Linked DNA regions of Ovis aries: region 1 is linked to region 2. A link is a contact called in public Hi-C data. All regions are on one chromosome and are shown on one strand. Each heading gives the region's core, a stretch centred on a gene start, on an enhancer-like site or on the middle of the called end of the contact. The rest is flanking DNA. Distances are from core to core; before and after follow the strand shown. Region 1 has its middle 130 kb from the start of TRNAR-UCG. Region 2 has its middle 44 kb from the start of SERP1.

The links. Hi-C and Micro-C count contacts between places; a contact is called where the count stands out from the background.
Region 1: a contact with region 2 is called in a Hi-C map of omental adipose tissue, with 5 times the contacts expected there. The contact joins two enhancer-like sites. A contact is called at or near these places in 10 of 16 Hi-C or Micro-C datasets (hypothalamus, liver, mesenteric adipose tissue and 6 more).

The regions. Positions count from the first base shown.
Region 1 is chr1:238,645,692-238,653,336 of ARS-UI_Ramb_v3.0, reverse strand. No RefSeq gene overlaps it. Among named protein-coding and RNA genes, the nearest start is that of TRNAR-UCG, 130 kb to the right of the region's middle. Within about 2 kb of position 2,951, at least 18 of the 54 cell types and tissues checked have an H3K27ac peak or open chromatin away from gene starts, as enhancers often do.
Region 2 is chr1:238,358,936-238,365,956 of ARS-UI_Ramb_v3.0, reverse strand. No RefSeq gene overlaps it. Among named protein-coding and RNA genes, the nearest start is that of SERP1, 44 kb to the right of the region's middle. Within about 2 kb of position 1,531, at least 6 of the 54 cell types and tissues checked have an H3K27ac peak or open chromatin away from gene starts, as enhancers often do.

The DNA of each region.
Region 1 (7,645 bases), core at 1,702-4,201, 290 kb before region 2:
GCCCAGTGACCAACTTGCCCCAGCCTTTGTGCTGTGAACACTGTCCTCCAGGCCTCACACTTGCAGTGGGACCCCACCTCCTCCTGTATCCTAATCTCCAGGATCAGCTGGCCTGCACTCCAAAATGCCGTTTCCCACCATACTTCCAACGTGAGTGCCGCACACCATTGCAGCACTCACCAGCTTCAGCTCGCCTGCATCCGTGAAATCTTTCTTGCTCGCCTGGTGGCTGAATTCTGACCGAGCAGCCCAGTGAACTTAACCTCCATCTTGTGTGCTCAGCCATGCCTTCTCCAACTGAGCTGCAGCCACAGCCTTGCTGGGAGCCCCTCTTGCCAAGCTTATTTTGCCCTGAGCGCCCTCTCTTAGAGGATACCCAGTAGGGGTCTCTTTATATCTTCATAGTTACTTTCCTATCAGAATTAATACTTTTTTATATTAAATGTCCCCTATTTGAATTTCTGTGTGGTTTCTGTTTCTCTGAGTGTACCCAGACCACATAACCGTGAATGGCTGCTTACCTCACAGAGAGACAGCCAGAATTATGTGGTCTTGTTGGAAATATACAACACATCTATTAAGCATTCTTGTCAAAACAGCAATCTGATCAAGCCTTAGATCTAACTGCAAGCATTCAAGGAATATGCAGGACACAGGAATGTGTTAAATAGTATCATCAGAGGCAGTTAGCAAAATCCAGGCTGTGGGAAACTTCATAGGAAAAACTAGCCAGAATTCTTCAACAAATGAGAGACAGAGCCTATTAATTATAAGATACTTAAAAGGCATATTAACCAATTAAAATTCATAGACATTCTTTGGATCTGGATTCAAAGAGATTGTTAAAAAAAGATTTATGAGACAATTGAGGAAATTTGAATACTTACTGGATATGTGATGACATTGAGGTAATTACTTTTAAAAAATAAAAGAGCTAATGGGGGAACTATAAACCCTGAATAATTGATGCCATTAGGGAATTATTTTTCTTATTATATATGATGGATATTTTTAAGAGCTTTGATTTTTCTTTTTAGATTTACTAGCTAAAATGTTAACAAATGAAATGATATGATGTTGGGGATTTGCTTCAAAATAATAGCATGGGGATGGGAAAATATATTGACTATGAGTTGATGATATCAAAATTTGGTAATGAGTGCCTGAGTCCACTTTTTGAAAAAGATTTTAACACTTCAATAAACTGATAATACAGAAAAGCAACCTAACTGAAAAACAAGCAAAGGGTATAAATAGTCAATTCATGAAAGAAATATACATGGCCAAAAAACTTGTAAATGCGCTCAACTTTGCTGTAATAAAGAAAAGGCAATGAAAGATTAATAAAAATATGGGGGAATGGATATTCCCATTGGCACTACCATATGGAAGAATCAGTTGGCTGAATTCTTCAAAATTTAAAATGTGCATTTCTATAAACTCAACAGTTTTTCTTCTACCTGTCTTAGAGAAATGGTCAAATGTGTGGACAATAATATTAGTGTATTTTAGATTTATTTTTGATATAGCAGAATCCTAGAAGCAAACCAAATATCATCAATAGAGAAAGTGAAACTTTCTCATTTCTCAGTCGTGTCCAACTTTTTGTCACCCCTAGCCCACCAGGCTCCTCTGGCCATGTAATTTTCCAGAGAAGAATACTGGAGTGGGTTGCCATTTCCTTCTTCAGGGGATCTTCCCAACCCTGGGATTGAACCTGGGTCTCCCGCATTGCAGGCAGACTCTTTACTGAATGAGCCAGCAGATTCTTGTCCTTAATAAAAAGAAGTAGTTAAAACATGATATAGGGACCCTCCACAGCAGTTATAAAAAGACTACACAGGTTGACATGGTTACGAGCTCTAGGACATATTATCAAGTCAAAAAGCATATTACAAAGGTAGATGTGCCATTTGATCCCACTTCTGCAAAAATAAAACTAAACTAAAACATCCAGAATCAGTTCAGTTCAGTTCAGTCGCTCAGTCGTGTCCGACTCTTTGCGACCCCATGAATTGCAGAATAAGTCCTCCTAAAAAAAAAAAAGGCATATTTGTAAATGTTTAATATGTGCATGACTTCGTATATATACATACAATGCTTTGTTGACTTTTTGTAAGAATACACTCATAGTGCTTGTATAATTTTCTTTTACTTTATAAAGTATGTGAATGCCGCAGTGAATGAATCATAAGTGACCCGAGCAGGAGCAGTCTCCGTGGCAAAGTGGGAGAGAGGACCGCAGTGGATTGGGAGGGTGGTGGGTCCCGCCCCAAAGGCCACACCTCCCAAGAGGCCCTGCCCCATCCTCCCTGCAGGGTCCCATCGGTGCATAGGTAAACAGTTAAGCTGTAAGATACAGAAAATCCAAATATGTTGTTTATTTAAAAGGATTTCCTAAATGTGGCTTGTCATAGGATTTTAGGTCCAGGAGGGATCTTTGAGACCAGCTCTTTCAGTTCCTGATTTTTAAGGATGAGAACGCTGAGGTCTAGAGAAGCTAAAAGAGTTACCCAAGGCCCCCAGACTATTTGGCTAATACACCAAGAGGACAGGCAGGAAAGCATGCCCAGGAAACTTCTGAATGTTTGGGAACCTGGAGGAAGTAAGGAGGGAATTATGTGTTCAGGACGAACATCCAGATTAGAATTCCTGCAAAGTTGCTGACAGCCACGTATGAATGACCGTGTCCAGCGATAAATCACCAGGATGAGGAGGGTGAATCATCCCAGGCTTTGTTCTTTGTAGGACAGCACATTTTTCTCTGGCTCTCCCTGTTCTTTATCAGGAGATTGTTTCCACCGGGGTCACCGGGCTGAAGGACCCACTAAATTTGGCTTCATTCCTGTCTTGGCAAGCTGCCATGGCCGGGGTGGTGGAGGAGTGTTTACACGTGTCAGGCCCTAGGAACATTTTTGCTGTTCTGTCTGATAAAGCCCAGAGTCAGATGGGCAGAGTGGTGAAAAGAGCACTGGACATAGCGTCAGCTAGCTTGGGGTTAGTTGCTGTTCCCTCATGAACACAGCTGCGTAAGCTTCAGCCAGTCTTGTAGGGAGTTCTAAACATGCAAAATAAATAGGTTCAGTGTGATTCCCCCAGGTCTTGTGTTTGGGGAACCTATGTGGGAAGAAAAGTAGCTTCCAAGCTGAGTAACCATTTTCAGAATAGGTTCTCTCAAGCAAAAGGAGAAAACAGTGCAGTGCTGTACTGGAAAATATGTGGGTTATTTTCAAATATCTTTGGATGCTGATTTCTAACATAATTCCACAGTGATAAGAGAACAGGCTCTGTATGATTTCAGTACCTTTAGACCATGAAATGTTTATACCTTGTTTTATGTCCCTGAATATGTTCCAGAGTCTCCTGGTTTATAGTCTATGGGAACTTGAATAGAATTTGTACCTTGCTGTTGTGTGAAAGTTGTATAAATCTTAATTATGTTGAATTGGTCACAGTGCTTTTAGGGTCTACTATATCCTTCTACTTCTCTGTCTATTCATTCTGTTCATATTTGAGAGTTCAAAATTAACTAAAAATCTGAATTTATATGCTTAAAAAATAAATGTAATATACAGTGGAACTACATATAACTTTGTTCTGTATTTTTCAAGTCTACTAAAAATGTGTTATCATACTTTCATAATTAAAACAAAATTATTTTTTTAAAGAAGAAAAAAGTAGTGCAGTGTTGGAGCCACAATCATAGCACCATGGCCAAATACTAAGGCAAGGAAAAGTAGGGTCAAGTTTGCCATCACTGTTCCGTTCAGGGAGAGCAAGGAGGCTCATCCTTAGAACCAACTCTCTGTAATGACTGCCCAGAGCAATGTGTTGGGAAGGATGTGAACGAAGGCTGAACTCAGGGAAGAGCACTCTCTGATCCATTAATAATGCCTGCCAGGGGTGAGGAGCCAGCAGAACGGGGGAGGTTCACCATGTTTCTGTTACTCCTGCGCACAGTTACATTTATGTTCCTATAGCCATGAGCCTGGAGAAGGCAATGGCACCCCACTCCAGTACTCTTGCCTGGAAAATCCCATGGACGGGGGAGCCTGGTGGGCTGCCGTCATGGGGTCACTAAGAGTCGGACACGACTGAGCGACTTCACTTTCACTTTTCACTTTCATGCATTGGAGAAGGAAATGGCAACCCACCCCAGTGTTCTTGCCTGGAGAATCCCATGGACAGGGGAGCCTGGTGGGCTGCCGTCCATGGGGTCGCTAAGAGTCGGACACGACTGAAGTGACTTAGCAGCAGCAGCAGCAGCAGCCATGAGCCTATGGACCCAATGCAAAGTAGGAAAATGCAGGTGATAAAATCCTAGTAAGAAAGTTTCAAGAAGCTGGCTCATTTGGGATAAAAGCATCCCTGAATTAGGAAGAATCAGGAAGCCTGGGTTCTGTTCTTTGGTCTGTCACTTAACAGCTTTCAATCTTGGAGGAAAATCCTAAAGGAAAATCCTAATGGAAATCAACCCTGAATATTCATTGGAAGGAATGATGCTGAAGCTGAAGCTCTGGTATTTGGCCACCTGATGCAAAGAGCCAACTTATTGGAAAAGGCCATAATTCTGGGAAAGATTGAGGGCAGGAGGAAAAGGGGGCAGCAGAAGATGGGATAATTGTATGGTATCACTGACTCAGTGGATGTGAGTTTGAACAAACTCTGGGAGATAGTGAAGGACAGGGAAGCCTGACATGCTCTAATCCATGGGGTTGCAAAGAGTCTGACACAGCTTAGCAAGTGAACAACAACTTGGCAGAAATCAGTAACAGATTGAGAACCCTATTTAAACCGAGTCCTCCTGTAACCGAGTTCTTCTAATGAGTTCATAACTAACCACTCCTTCAAAACTTTATTCCCTTTCTTGTCCTGCCCCTATTCCCATCAGGACTGATGAGTATCAGAGATAAAGGGGGATTGAAGCTGAGCAGGACTCTGGGGGCCCTTCCAAATACAATTCCCTTCCAGCCCCCTTTTGACTTTTCCTGACTTCCAAAGAGTTAATGATTACAACAGTGAAGTCATCTGAGTCCTAGTTCCTCCTGAAGGGATATACATAACAATCTGATGCCTATCTTTGAGTTGTTCTGCAGAAATTAAGACCTCCACCAGGTGGAGGATGGTCACTATGTGGTGACCACAGGCACATACACAGATCCCAGACTGGTTAGAATGAGAAGGTTGATGATTAAGATTCCTGAAAAATCACCCTTATCACACCACCAACCAATCAGAAAAATGTCCACAAGCTAATCAGGACTAGGACTCTCACTCCTAGAGCTGACTTTAAAAATCCTTCCCTGAAAGCCATCGGGCAGCTTGGGTCTTTCGAGCAACAGCTGAGCTGCCCACTCTTCTTGCTTGGCACCCTGCAGTAAATTCTGAACTTTCCTTCTCTACAACCTGTGTCAGCAATTTGGTTCTGCTGCGTGTTGGGCAAGCCAACTCATCTTCAGTTTGACAACACTAAGTTCTGAAATCTGCTCTGGTTTGAGGTGTGATAAGGGAGGCCACTGGAGGGTCATTTTTTTGGTCATGTTCAGGACGACAGAGGATGAGATGGCTGGATGGCATCACCGACTCGATGGACATGAGTCTGAATGAACTCCGGGAGTTGGTGATGGACAGGGAGGCCCGGCGTGCTGCGATTTATGGGGTGGCAAAGAGTCGGACATGACTGAGCGACTGAACTGAACTCAGGAAAGTAAACCAATCCATGAGAATGACATACATTAAAAATTCATTAGATAAAGATTACTTAGTAAACTTAATTGGCAATAATAATTTCATGTTATGATTATTACCATTTTTATTGTTACTGAATGACTAACCAGGGCCCGGTGAAGATGACAGTCTTTACGCCAACATAACTTCTAAGTCTACATGTAGAACTGTGGCAAACCAGGACCCTTTGTGAAGTTATGTGTAAAAGTGAATAAGGACCAGAAGTAACACATAAAAATAATAAGCTATTTTTAAAATTTTTATTTGATGTTTCTAAAGTATCTTATTCAACAAAATAAAATAAACATCCCTTGAACATGTGAAGGGAAGCCCTCGGATGGCTTTCTCGAACAGGGTGGAGCCGTGTAGGACACTGTACTAGCTATAGACTTACTGGCTGTGAGGATAGACTGGTCAAGAAATCCTGGCTCACCAAATAAAGAGGATAAAAATGTTACCTACCTACACAATTGTAATGAAGATTAATTGAAATTAACACCTATAAGGTGTTTAATTTTATGTGTCAACTTGACTGGGCCATGGGGTGCCCAGACATATGATTAAACATTCTTCTGGGTGTGTCTTTGAGGTTATTACTGGGTGAAATTAGCATTTGAATCAGTGGATGTGAGTTTGAACAAAGTTCAAAATATCTGAGTTATCTGAATAAAGTATCTGAGTAAAGCAGATTTTCCTCCCCGTTGTGGGTGGGCCTCATCAGATCCGTTGAAGGCCTAAATAGAACAGAATGGCTGAGGAAGGAAGAATTCTCTCTCTCTACCTGTTTTCAAGCTAGGACCACATCTCCTGCCTTAAGATGTGAACTCAAACTAGAACCATACCCACAGCTGTTCCCTGGTAGCTCAGAAGGTAAAGAATCCGCTTGCAATGCAGGAGACTTGGATTTAATACCTGGGTCGGGAAGATCCACTGGAGAAGGGAATGCCAACCCACTCCAGTATTCTTGCCTGGAAAATTCCGTGAACATAGGAGCCTGTCCAACTGCAGTCCATGGGGCCACAAAGAGTTGGACATGACTGAGGGGCTAGCTCTTCACGTTCTTTTCTGGACCTCCAACTTGCCAACTGCAGTTCTTAGGATTTCTAACCCTCCATAATCACATTATTGAATTCCTTTCAATAAATCTCTGTACACATATGTATGTCAATCGCTTATTGTTTTGTTAGGAGAAACACACTGACTGAAACCACCTATCTCGGCCAGGCATCATAGTAACCATATGTGTGAGTTATTTTACAACAGGAGGCCCTGGTAAGGACCACAGAACTAACAAGCCACCACCAACCAGAAGAACTTGGGAAATGTCAAAAGGAGGCACCACATGTCCTACAGCTTCCCAGAATCCTTCACACTGGCATCCATCTTGGCTGAGCAATGTGCGTGCCACCAGGAAGAACCCTGAGTAAGAGTGATTGCCCACAGACAAGCTGGAACTGATCCCATCGCCATAAAACCCAAGACGGTGAGCCATGTGGCAGAGCAGTCCCCTGGGTCCCCTTACCCTCCTGCTCTCTGCCCAGGTGCCCCTTCCCTATAATGTCCCTGGCTTTGTCAGCCTGTGTGTCTCCTTGGACAATTCATTTCAAGGTGTTAGACAAGAACCTCCTTACAAGGCCCAGAAAGGATCTCCCTTCCTGCAATGGTTTCAGTTTCTCTGGACTAATACACATGGAGTTCTCAGGACAGTGTCTAGCACATACTTGGTGTGGCGTGGCATGCTCAGTCTTGGCTGACTCTTCGCGACCCCATGGACTGTAGCCCACCAGGCTCTTCTGTCCATGGAATTCTCCAGGCAAGAATACTGGAGTGAGTTGCCATTTCCTTCTCCAGGCGATCCTCCCAACCCTGGAAAGGAACCTGAGTTTCTTGCATCTCCTGCATTGGCAGGTGGATTCTT
Region 2 (7,021 bases), core at 282-2,781:
GTTGCTTTCAATTTTCTTTAAGTACAAGCCACACAGTAGGAGACACATTTTACACCAGAACCTAGCATTCATATATGTGTTCATCTGAGGAGTTCCACAAAACAATACTTAATTCTTACTACAAGCAATGCACTCTGACATTTCATACTTAATTTTACTTCTTTGTGTGTGTGCTAAGTTGCTTCAGGCATGTCTGACTCTCTGCAACTATGGACCGAAGCCTGCCAGGCTACTCTGGCAGGAGGAATCCATGGGATTCTCCAGGCAAGAAAATGGGAGTGGGTTGCCATGCTCTCCTCCAGGGGATCTTTCCAACCTAAGGATCGAATCCACGTCTCTTACATCTCCTACAGTGGCAGGCAGGTTCTTTTACCACTAGCACCACCTGGGAAGCCCTTTTCTTTAAAAGTTCCCTAAATGGCCCGCACAATCCAACAACAGGTCACAACCAGCAATTTGAAAAAACCCTGAATGTAGCCTAATCTTGAAAATGTGTAGATCAGTCATCTCCACACTTTTTTTGATCATATTCCATTCACAGAAACACTTTTGAGCATACAGTCCCAATTTCGTATATTTATAAATTATATACTTATACTCTCTTGGTCCATGTATCACTTATTAGTAAATCTTCATATTTTTTCTTACATTTAAGATAGAAAAAAATGTAAATAAAACTTGTAACATTTCTTCCAGATCCCTAGTGGATCATCTTCACCCAGGCTCCAGGAGGGCATGCTCCACCTTCAAGACTCAGACGCCCAGAGAGATTCAATGAGGAGCCCAAGGTCACACAGCTGGCTTCCAGTAAGGCAATTTTGGGGAGTTTGTTTTAAAGTTCTTAAAAAGTAGGTAGATACTCATTAAATAACAGGACAGCATTAGCTTTCTTTTTGCCCAACTTTTTTTTTTTTGCCATACCGCACAGCTTACACGCTGTTACTTACCAGAGCAGGAGTTGAACCTGGACCCTTGTCAGTGAACAGAGTCCTAACCACTGGACTGCCAGAGGATTCCCTTTACCACTATTTCATGGGAGATTCTATATCCATGTCTACTAAATATTATAAAATGTTGGGCTGCCAGAGAAATCCCCTGCCCCACATTTTAAATCCCCAAGCGGTACAGGAAGAAATATGAGCACTGTCACATTTTCATCAAAAGGCTGCCAACTTTCCTATGATGTAATGTTACAGAAGCCTCAAAATGTGGTCATTTTCAGTATCTATGAGATGGGCTTTTTTGGAACAATGCAACTGGTTTCAATACCCGCACGACTTTCTAGTCGCGGTGACAACTCTGCCAGACCATCTGCACAAACAGGACCCTCAGGGAGAAGTTCTGCTGCTAATTCCACTGCGTCTAGTTCCTGGTAAATAAGGAGAAGTGAGCTGCAGACACAGGGCTATTTCCCCCTCTTTGTGGTAAGCTGTAGTGACTGAAATGGTTGGATCCCTGAAGAGGCAGGAAACAGGGTCTGTTGGTCCCCAGAGGGCAATTTTGTCTCTGTTCCTACCACAGAACATCCTCTCCAGGCATAATCAGGCAGTGTGCCTGTGACTCGCTATGGCTCTCACACACACATGCACAAGAGGTTGGACTGGCAACAAGCTTCAGAACAGTGATATGGCCACTAGAATGCTTAAAACTTCCAAATATTATGGCATGAGAAGCCCCAACCTAAAAAATGAGGAAGGAAAGCCAGACATAAGGCTACTTGACTGCTTCTGAATAGTAAATATCTCACCCTCAAAGACAGCACTTATAAAATTACAAAGAGGGAACTTTAAAAACACAAGTGATAGCTTCACATGGGGTGGGGAAATTTTGTCAAGTTGGATAGAAAAAGAAATCTTCATTTCTTTTTAATGACCCATACTTTTTATCGGTTCAGTTCAGCCACTCAGTCGTGTCCAACTCTTTGCAACCCCATGAACGGCGCATATGTTTTATAATTTTTGTGTATTTAGTTAGGTAATTACTTATTTTGGGCTGGGCTGGGTCTTCGTTGCTGCGTGCCCTTTTCTCTAGTGGCAGCGAGCAGGGGCCAGGGGGCGGGAGGAGGCTCCTCCCTAGCTGCAGTGCACAGGCTTTTCATTGTGGCGGCTTCTCTTGTGGCCAAGTGTGGGCTCTAGAGTGTCCTGGCTTCAGAAGTTGCAGCTCCCAGGCTCTAGAGCACAGGCTCAGTAGCTGCGGTGTATAGGCTCAGCTACTCCACTGCATGCAGGATCTACCCAGATCAGGGATCAAGCCCACATCCCCTGCATTGGGAGGTGAATGCCTTACCACTGAGCCACCAGGGAAGCCCAGAAATCTTCATTTTAACATTCAGCTTGGAAGTTTGCAAAGAAAAACAGAGAATCACTTGTTCAGAAAGGGGGATACTTGGAGGTTAATCAGGAAAGAGATTGCTGGCCCAGATGGCCGTGGTACACAGGGACAAGAAGGAGGATCAAAACAATGCTGGCCCCAAGACAACCAGGCTTGGCTCCCTGTTCTTGCTCACCCTCTAGCCCAACTTTCAATCACTGGTGTTTCACTCTGTGTAGGCCTGTCTGGGCCTGCTTTTTCTTTCTTCCTCTTTTTTGGTGAGTGAGGGGCTGCTATTTTTCTCTAGTTCATCTCACTCACCCTCTAACTGGACATAAGGTAACATGAAAATACATTTACTTTTGTTAAACTTATTTAAAATATATAGGTTTCAGGACTTCCCTGGTGGTCCAGCAGTTAGGACTCCAAGCTTGCATTGCAGGAGGAGCAGTTTTGATCTCTGGTCAGGGCTCTAAGATCTCTCATGCCCCACAGCGTGGCCAAAAATAAAATATACAGGTTTCCCAATTTTTATTTTAAAAATCATTGGTTTGATGGACTTCTCTAGTGGTGCAGTTGATGGGAATTCTCCCGTCAATGCAGGGGACACAGGCTCGATCCCTGGTCCAGGAAGATTGCACATGCCAGGGAGTAACTAAGCCTGCACACCACAGCTTCAGAGCCCAAGAGCTGCAGCTGCTGAGCCCACGTGCTGAAACTACCGAAGCCTGCGAGCCTCAAGCCGTGCTCTGCAACGGGAGAAGCCGCTGCAGTGAGAAGCCTGTGCACCATGCCGAAAAGCAGCCCAAGACTGCCACAACGAGAGAAAGCCCTCATGCAGCAACAAAGACCCAGTGCAACCAAAAATAAACACATAAAAATCATTGATTTGAATCCAGTAGGTTCTCTTGGAAAAAATCGTGTTTGTTTTGAATTTGCATTATTTGGTTTATAGTTTTATTCTCTAGGAGGTCAGTGGTCACTCTCAAGATGAAACAATTCTCTGTGCCCTTGATTGAGGTTAAGAAATTGAGCAAATTCAGTATAAAGCAGACTTAGCTGCTGCTGCTGCTCTCGCTTCAGTTGTGTCTGACTCTGTGCGACTCCATAAATGGCAGCCCACTAGGCTCCGCCATCCCTGGGATTCTCCAGGCAAGAACACTGGAGTGGGTTGCCATTTCCTTCTCCAATGCATGAAAGTGAAAAGTGAAAGTGAAGTCGCTCAGTCGTGTCCGACTCTTCGCAACCCCATGGACTGCAGCCTACCAGGCTCCTCTGTCCATGGGATTTTCCAGGCAAGAGTACTGGAGTGGGGTGCCATTGCCTTCTCCGAGGAGACTTAGGGATTGCCTTAATTAGTTTTGTGTGGTCTCCACCTGGTGGTTGGAAAGTAGAACACAAGCCCTTCATAGAACTGAAAGAAAAAAAAAGGACTCCTTTTAACTCCTCCCTGCAAACACAGAATCCACAAATAATGGCCTCTGCCTGTGTTTCTTTAGTGTCAGCCTCCCTGCTGAATTCTAAGCTTCATGAAGGCAGAAACTGTGGCTCTGCTTGTTCACTGCTGTTTCCTCCGGGTACAGTCCTGCAGGTATAGAAAATAAAAGAATAGATCAGGACCAACCCAATAAGTGAAAAGCGCTTCATACAGTTTAATTTCCAGTGTCTTTACTTGCCTACCTGTGGCTCTTGGTTTTCTATCGTTTTTCAGTCACTCAGTCATGTCTGACTCTCTTGGACTGTAGCCCACCAGGCTTCTCTGTCCATGGGATTTTCCAGGCAAGAATACTTGAGTGGGTGGCCATTTCTTCCTCCAGGGGATCTTCCTGACCCAGGGATTGAACCCACATCTGCTGCATTGGAAGGCAGATTCTTTAGCATTGAGCCACCAAGGAAGCCCTCTTTTGTTTGTTTTTAATATACCATAATTATACTTTCCATATATTCTTTCTTCATATTTTGATATTGCAGAGAAATCCAAATAAGTCATGCACCCTAATGGTGTCCCTTGTTCACTGTCACCCAGGAGGCAGCTGTGGCGTGGCTGTCATCCCCTGTGCATTCGTGTACTTGGTCATGGCTATGCATGTGATCCTCTCCTCTGTCGAGTTGTGTGCAGTGTCCTATCGGATATGTTCAGCTTTATTGCCCTTTACAATGTCTTCAAAATGTTTACTCTGTGATTCAGTATTGAAACAGAAAGTCATTGCACACGAAGAAAGCCCTCAGAGCACAGGTGTGGTACTTAGGTTTGATATTTGTAAAGTAAATATATGTTGTTGAAGGAACTCTATGGGTTTTTGTTTCTTTCTGCAAAGCAGCAAACAAGTGCTTTATCAGACCTAAGAAGCAAGATAGCCAAGAGTAGATGAGGAGGAATTACGTTTTGTTAAGGAGATATATGTAAAAGATTGCCTACCACGTTGCTACTCAAGAAGTGGTGTGCAACCAGTAGCGTCAGCAGTATCTAGAATTTTATTAGAAATGTAGACCGTTACCACAGAGAACAGACTTGTGGACACAGTTGGGGAAAGAGAGGGTAGGAGGAATTGAGAGAATAGCATTAAAAAAATATGTATTACCATATGTAAAACAGATCACAAAGTTGCCATATAACACAGGAAGCCCAGCCTGGTGCTCTGCGACAACATAGAGGGGCGAGAAGGGGTGGGGAGTAGGAGGAAGGTTCAAAAGGGAGGGGCTATATGTATACTTATGGCTGATTCACTTTCTTGTATGGCAGAAACCATCATAACATTTTAAACAATTAATCCTCCAATTAAAAATAAGTTGGATATATATACTGTTTTAAAAAGAAAGAAATGCAGACTGTTAGCCCATCCCAGACCCACTGAATCAGAATCTACATTTTAACAAGACTCCCAGGTGATTCATATGACAGGTCAAGTTTGAAAAGCTCTGCCTGATATATCCGGAGAAGGCAATGGCACCCCACTCCAGTACTCTTGTCTGGTAAATCCCATGGATGGAGGGACCTGGTAGGCTGCAGTCCATGGGGTCACCAAGAGTCGGACACGACTGAGCGACTTCACTTTCACTTTTCACTTTCATGCATTGGAGAAGGAAATGGCAACCCACTCCAGTGTTCTTGCCTGGAGAATCCCAGGGACGGGGGAGCCTGGTGGGCTGCCATCTATGGGGTCGCACAGAGTCAGATATGACTGAAGCGACTTAGTTAGCAGCGGCAGCAGCCTGATATATCTAAAGCCAAGAAATGCACCTGAATTAATCTGGAGCCCTCGTGGAATCCTTCAGAAGAGATGAAAGACATGAGAGATTAAGAACTATCGCCTAAGAACTTCAGCTGAGATACTGTGTCATAGTTCAACTGGCAGAATTCTTTTTTGTTCTTAATGATACATAAAGTTCTTTCCACAATTACGTGCAGTTGGACTTGAATTCAGAGAAGGTGATGGCACCCCACTCCAGCACTCTTGCCTGGAAAATCCCATGGACGAAGGAGCCTGGTGGGCTACAGTCCATGGTGTTGCAAAGAGTTGGACACGACTGAGCGACTTCACTTTCACTTTTCACTTTCATGCATTGGAGAAGGAAATGGCAACCCACTCCAGTGTTCTTGCCTGGAGAATCCCAGGGATGGGGGAGCCTGGTGGGCTGCCATCTATGGGGTCGCACAGAGTTGGACACAACTGAAGTGACATAGCAGCATAGCAGGACTTGAAATAACAGTCATATTGGTTCAAGACCTTTCTTTTGCTCTAAATTACTATGGTCATGGATGTGGAGACCCAAGAGGAGTGAATTAGTCACAATTTACAGTCATTCAAGCAGTAAGCTCTCAAATCAATAATGTTTTTCAGTTTCAGCTCTTGGGAAAGCCCAGATTAAAGCATCAGTGGAGCAGAGACAAAGTGCCCTTCTCTGGAAAGAAGAAAAGTAATAACCCATGTCTCCACAGGTGATTGAAGTGCATGAAAAAAAATACTACAATGGCTGAAAATTGGTTCAAAAGGAGGCGAGCTAAAAGAGAAATAATATGTAAGAGAACTCTTCATTTTGAGAGGTAAATCTTTTTTACATTTTTTCAGTTAAACATTTTTTATATCCCTCATTCTTCATCATTCTGGTCCACAGTGGGGACAGTAGGTAAAAATGAATAGAACTGGGGAGAAATGCAACAACTGGCTCAATATTAACGCCACCAATTGTTTTTCTTAAGCATCTCTGAGTTTTTAGAGGTTCACCCATAAGTAAATGCAAAATGTATGCCAATATACTCATCGCAAACTGTTAAATATGTTACTTGATATCATAGAGGTTAATTTAAACCCTTGGGCTCTGGAACTATCAAGGTTCATAGCCCAGCACCAGCACTCACAGTGTGACTTCGGGAAAAGCAGTTAATTTCTCAGTGACTCTTCATTTGAAAACAAGAAAAACAAAAGTTGCTTTAAACACAAAATACGTAAAGCGCTGAGAATAGTGTCTTATTGGGTATCAGTTCAGTCGCTCAGTCGTGTCCGACTCTTTGCCACCCCATGAATCGCTGCACTCCAGGCCTCCCTGTCCATCACCAATTCCCGGAATTCACTCAGACTCACATCCATCGAGTCTGTGATGCCATCCAGCCATCTCATCCTCTGTCGTCCCCTTCTCCTCCTGCCCCCAATCCCTCCCAGCATCAGAGTCTTTTCCAATGCGTCAGCTCTTTGCATGAGGTGGCCAGAGT